2 separate regions of the Mus musculus genome follow, and region 1 is linked to region 2. The links are chromatin contacts, called in public Hi-C maps. All regions are on one chromosome and are shown on one strand. Each heading gives the region's core, a stretch centred on a gene start, on an enhancer-like site or on the middle of the called end of the contact. The rest is flanking DNA. Distances are from core to core; before and after follow the strand shown. Region 1 holds the start of Diaph3 (diaphanous related formin 3). Region 2 overlaps Diaph3 (diaphanous related formin 3).

Region 1 (2,875 bases), core at 114-2,613, 90 kb before region 2:
GCAAGACCAGAACTAAACCTAAACCTCTAAAAGCTGTAGATGAAACCTTAGGTTCATTTTCTGAATCCCTGTGCTAGTCTCTGTGGAATACCTAGAACTATTTCTTGTACCAAAATCAATAGTTTATGTTTACTTGTCTTGGCTTGAATCACCTCCATAGTCAGAAGGTCAATATCTTTAAGGATGCACTTGGGAGATTCCTGGATTTCTTTATTTGTTCCTTTTCCTTGTGTAGCCACACTGAGTTGATCTCCAGAATTTTCTCTTCATTACTAATGTCTTTATTTGGCATATTGGGGATAGGTGCTTGCTTGCCTTGAACCCAGGTTCTGACCCTTTCCTCTACTTTATATTTAGGATTGCCACCTGAACTTAAAAACCTGTAGAATGGCTGTTATAATTTTACATTTTGTTTTGTGTCAATACCTGTGAAACACATTAAACTGTGAATTGTTTGGACCCTATTCCTTTTAATTTTTGGTTGACCCTGAGTACGCATTTAGGCTTTGAGGCATGCTGTAAGTGCTGAACAATGTGAACTGGAGTTCCAGAAAAAGCCGCACCTGTAGTAAAAATTCTACGCGCTTAATTGACAGGTTAGAATTCCAATGATTGTAGAGACATGGAATGCTGCCAATCCAGAGCCAAGTAATCTTGGCTCACGTAATTGCCATTCATCGCTGCGTTAGATCTAACATACCTACGACTATCACGTGACGCCTTTTGCTCTTCCTTAAAAGTCCACTAACTTCCACCAACCTCAAACAAGACTGTGCATCTCGTAGCACCTGTAGGTCTGTCCTAATGTCTTTGAAATGACTTTCTTCCGTGCTTCAACCGATGTTCACACCACCTGGCTGCGGTCACTCATTTCTGGTTCTAGAATGAACTCTATTCTCTCTGAGACGACAGCAGTATTTTTATATAAACGGTAATCAAAAAATGGTAAACATCTCTTCTAAGAGGCATGGGCGCTGGCAAGTAGTAGAAGTATTTTTCCTAGACCCTGAGATCTCCAGAGACTACTCAAAGGGCTTATCAGTTGCTTTCGTATTCAGTGCTGCTGAAACAGTACTGAGAGAGGTTCCCTGCGGCTCAGATTTTTCAAGAACCTACTCTGAAAGTCCAAGGGAAGCCTTGTTAGAGACTCTCTTTAGCTCAACCTTCCTTCCAAACCCGTTCCTTACTATGTACCATCTGGCAAGCAGCCTGCATAGCCAGAGGGCGAGAAGCGCGATGGACAGGCCGAAGGGCCAATCAGGCCCAGGCTTTGGCATCCCCGGAAAAGGCGGGGCCCTTGCGTCACAGGTTCCGCGGCGCGGGATTGGCTGACCGGGCTGCTTGTGGTGGCGGGAGATTTCAGATAGATTGGCCCAGCCGTGTGCAGCGGTTAATGCGCAGTGGGCGTGGGACCGGGAAGTTGAGCCCGCGGAGCAAAGCCCCAGATCAGGTCGCGACCTAGACCCGGGAAGATGGAGAGGCACCGGGCGCGCGCTCTCGGCCGGGACAGCAAGTCGTCGCGGAGGAAGGGCTTGCAGTCCGCGCCGCCCGCTGGCCCCTACGAGCCCGGGGAGAAGCGACCCAAGTTGGTAAGTGTGGGCCAGAGCCACAACGTGCGGCGACTCCCGCGGCCTACAACTCCCTGTCCCCCAGGTGACATCCCCGGGAGCTGGGAGCTAGGTTTGTTTCAGAAGGCCTGAGCTGTTAATCCGCTTAGATCCCCAGTGACAAGGCGGGATTCGATTCCTTTCTGGGACGAATGCCCTGATGTCTGTGAAGCCTGGCAGTTCTTTGGGCGTATCTGAAAAACAGTTCAAATGGCTGTGTACTGACGTCATCAAGGCGGATTCTGCATTTTAAAAGAAAGTTAAAATTTACCCCATCCCTTTAGTAGAACAGTCAGTCAGACAGAAAGTGAACTTCTAGCTGATAGCCCTCCCTCCCCCGTCTAATATTTTAATTCAACAAGAACCTTTTAAGGTGGACGTATTTTTACAAGTTGAGGCAACTCGTTTTCAAACTTGGCGGGTTGTGTAGTCACTGCTAAAGAATGTCATGTTTAGCTTGGAAGGAGTCTTCAAGTATCTGAAACTCGTTAATCGGGTTGGCTTTGCGTTCTTAAAGCTTAAGGAAGAGCTATGATTAGCACCTGGTAAGCTTTTAGTTAGTGTCAGCTGGAAGGAAACTAGGTAATGAGGATGATTTCATTCAGATTGTCTGATTGTGTGGGTTGGTAGGTTTTGGTATTAGTCCAAGAGAATTGCAGAGTTAACACTGACTGTTAGTTTTCCTTAGAAGTATGGGGAAATTATTTTTATGTATTGATAGGAACAGGCTTTGCCCTTTCTTGTCAAATACAATTTCAGGAATTTATACCATGATTATATCCAAAATAATAGATTGTGGATCAATCGCTAAGTGTAATATTTACTTGTAATTGAATAAAGCTGAGAGCAGAGACATGTTGAGATAAGTGGGGGTTGATTATGCAGAATTGAGCATCAAAATAACACGAGGATAGGAGAGAGTTAACCTGGTCATGATAGATTCTGTCCACTCTGAGAGGGATCCATGAGATGCTGCCTCCTCCTCCTCCTCCTCTTCCTCCTCTTCTTCTTCTTTAAAGATTTATTTATTATTTTTATGTAAGTACACCGTAGCTGTCTTCAGACACACCGGGAGGGGGTGTCAGATGTCATTATGGATGGTTGTGAGCCACCAAGTGACTGGGATTTGAACTCAGGACCTTCGGAAGAGTAGTCCGTGCTCTTAACCGCTGTACCATCTCACCAGCCCCCATCTCCTCCTCCTCCTCCTCCTCCTCCTCCTCTTTCTTCTCCTCCTCTTTCTTCTCCTCCTCTTCCTCCTCCTCCTC
Region 2 (2,700 bases), core at 151-2,650:
AAGAATACACAAGCATAATCAGTTATTTAGAAAACTCATGTTGTTTATGTGATAAATTACATATGAGAAAAGACAGTGGTAAAAATATTTCTAATGATTTTGACAAAGAATTAGTATATAAACCTGGAACGAGTTTTTTTTTTTTTTTTAATTTGAAATGAAGCTTCAGAGGGGGGAAAACAGACTATAGAACAATACTAATTTATGAATAAGTCCAAATAATTCCAATAAATAGATATTGTCAGTTCCAGATGTTCAAATTAAAGTCTTGTTATACCTTTTAAAATCTCATTGGTGTTGATATGGAAAGAACAGTCATTTGTGGCTGATGGGACATAATATTTTTGAAGTCTATTGAACAAAAAATGTATATTCTTTCTTAAAAATTTTACTCTGAAGGCTTTATGATCTAGAATAAAGTCACTAGTAGTTAAAGGAATATTAAAAAATGTTGGATTCACTAAATAGTTTATGACTGTCCATGGCTTGGAATATTATGTTTAGAGTAACAGACTTGGAAATTTATCAGATATTTTGAAAAATCTTCATGAAGGAAAAATTATTGAGGAAAGTATGATACAGAAAATTAAAAGATAATTCATTTGAGGAAGTCCCCAAACCTTTTACCATTTGTAGTATGTGTATATAAATATATAGGAATTTTATTGTAAGCATGGTTATCAAAATATAAGTGTGTTGGTCATGCTTGTACCTTATGATGTGACAGGAAATAGATAAACCAGTGAGAATTTTGATACTACATGTTAGTAAGATGTAGAAGGACAGATTAGACAAGCCAAAAGATGTTTGATTTTGTTCAGAAGCCAATTGTTATCAAGAATTACTCTTAAAATCATCTTATATAAGTTGTTGTATTTTCAGTTTCACTGTAGAAAAGCACTATTGGCACTAATCTTGGTTATTTGTGTGATTTCTCATACTTCATATATATACCTCACATTGATTAAATATTGGTTCAAAAAGATGAATACCTAATATACAAGCATATCATGCACACTATCCTAACAGTCACATATACTGGAAGATGTAGATTAAATCGACTTTTAATAAGATAACAGCTTTTAAGCATATCTTTGATAATATTAATTATATACATGCATTAAGCATATTACCCCTCATAGGAAAGCTATTAAATCATTCATTTTGTTATGTTGTGGTTAGACTGGTGGCTGACCCTAGTCAGAGTGAATGTAAAAGGTCAGTTGAGGATCAAAGAGATCAAAGAGACAAGCATCAGCCTGATTTTAGAGGGTTTGAAATTTATGTAGGGTCATGCTCTTGACATGTCTAGGATTTCCTGCCAGTCAGAGGGTGTAGCCCTGGTTATGTTTCGTAGCTGAGCTGGAACCTATCATCTGAGGAATGCTTTTGATGAGCATTCTGAGTATGAACACAGTGTCGGGCGCAGTGTTGTTTGGCAGTGAGTCATTCAGTGATGTTGGATTGGTGTCTTCTGAGGGACCAGTTGAGAATATTTTCCATGTCACTACCACTTAGGTCTCTATTCTCAGGAGGTGATTTCTAAAAGTCTACGCAACATGATCTCATCTAATTATGAGTCATCACTGTTGCTGAGGTGTTTGGACGTTAATTGGAAAATGGATGTTAAGCTCCAACATATAAGTGTGATTTATGAAAAACTGAAGTATGAAATATAGCATGTGAAATACTTATTTTTCTTTTAATATTTTATGTATGAAATCTATCAAGCTATTAATTACCTGTCTTATCATTAAAATCTAGGATAGGATAGCCTAGTTCCTCTTTGAAATAAATGGCTTATTGCTTCTTGTACATACAAATGTGTATCAATGTCCCATTAAATTTTATTTTCTAAGTTGGGCTGGAGAGATGGCTCAGCAGTCAGGAGCATTGGCTCCTCTTTCAGAGAACTGGGTTTGGTTCTCAGCACTCACTTAGCATCTCATTTGTAACTGCAGTTCCAGGATATCCAATACCTTCTGGGCCCTGTGGGCATCAGGCACACATGTGGTACACAGACATATATGCAGGCAAAATACCTATATACAAAAAATTAAAAAAAATTAAATTTATAGGATTATTGAATTTTCTTAATGTGTTTTATGAAGAATAAAGTCTTAATTTCTTAAATATCTCTTGCCTAATTTATATCTATACGTGATAATTGTTCATTTTTAAATATATCTTGTGATGCAATGTTTTAATGATACATTTTCTTCTTAGTGGTCACTATATTCATTTATTTTTCTGTTGACCAATTAGAAAGGTACTTAATTATCCTTCTTTGTCAGTCTATACCTGAGTTTATGCTGTCCTTTGTATACTTTTGTAACTTCCCACTTTGGTTGCTGAGAGCATAGATTTGTGGGTTTTCCATTCCTGTTGGTTTAGTAGCTGATTTAACACTTGATAACACTGCATATGGAGGTAGCTTTTTTAGAGACAGCTCTAGGATTTGATAACTGACTTAAGATCACCTCTGGGGATGACACTAGTGGTTAGATACAGGACAAGTGTCTGTGTCATCAGCTTTACTTGTAGGCATTCTCAACAGCAGTGCATTGTTTTAAAACTTTTTATTGATTCTTTGTGAATTTTTCATCATGCCCCAAATTCCACTTATCTCAGACTGCTCTCATACTTACCCTCTACCCTCAAAACCTTCCCCCAACAGAGGAAAAAAAAATCTCCTTGTGG

Evidence for each region. A called contact is a pair of places that touch in the nucleus more often than the background predicts.
Region 1: a Hi-C map of Th1 cells shows a contact between it and region 2, with 4 times the contacts expected there. The contact joins the promoter of Diaph3 here to the enhancer-like site in region 2. A contact is called at or near these places in 3 of 39 promoter capture datasets (embryonic stem cells and macrophages), 2 of 484 Hi-C or Micro-C datasets (the Ba/F3 cell line and Th1 cells), 2 of 115 datasets of contacts at active chromatin or transcription factors (both in embryonic stem cells) and 2 of 9 other capture datasets (adipose tissue and liver).

The regions. Positions count from the first base shown.
Region 1 is chr14:87,139,712-87,142,586 of GRCm38.p6, reverse strand. Diaph3 (diaphanous related formin 3) reads left to right here and starts at 1,363. Exons shown (of 28, transcript NM_019670.2): 1 at 1,363-1,589. The coding sequence starts at 1,473.
Region 2 is chr14:87,050,126-87,052,825 of GRCm38.p6, reverse strand. All of the region lies in intron 4 of Diaph3 (diaphanous related formin 3), which reads left to right. Among named protein-coding and RNA genes, the nearest start is that of Diaph3, 90 kb to the left of the region's middle. Within about 2 kb of position 1,400, at least 21 of the 459 cell types and tissues checked have an H3K27ac peak or open chromatin away from gene starts, as enhancers often do. A contact at or near this core is called in Th1 cells, where this site is marked.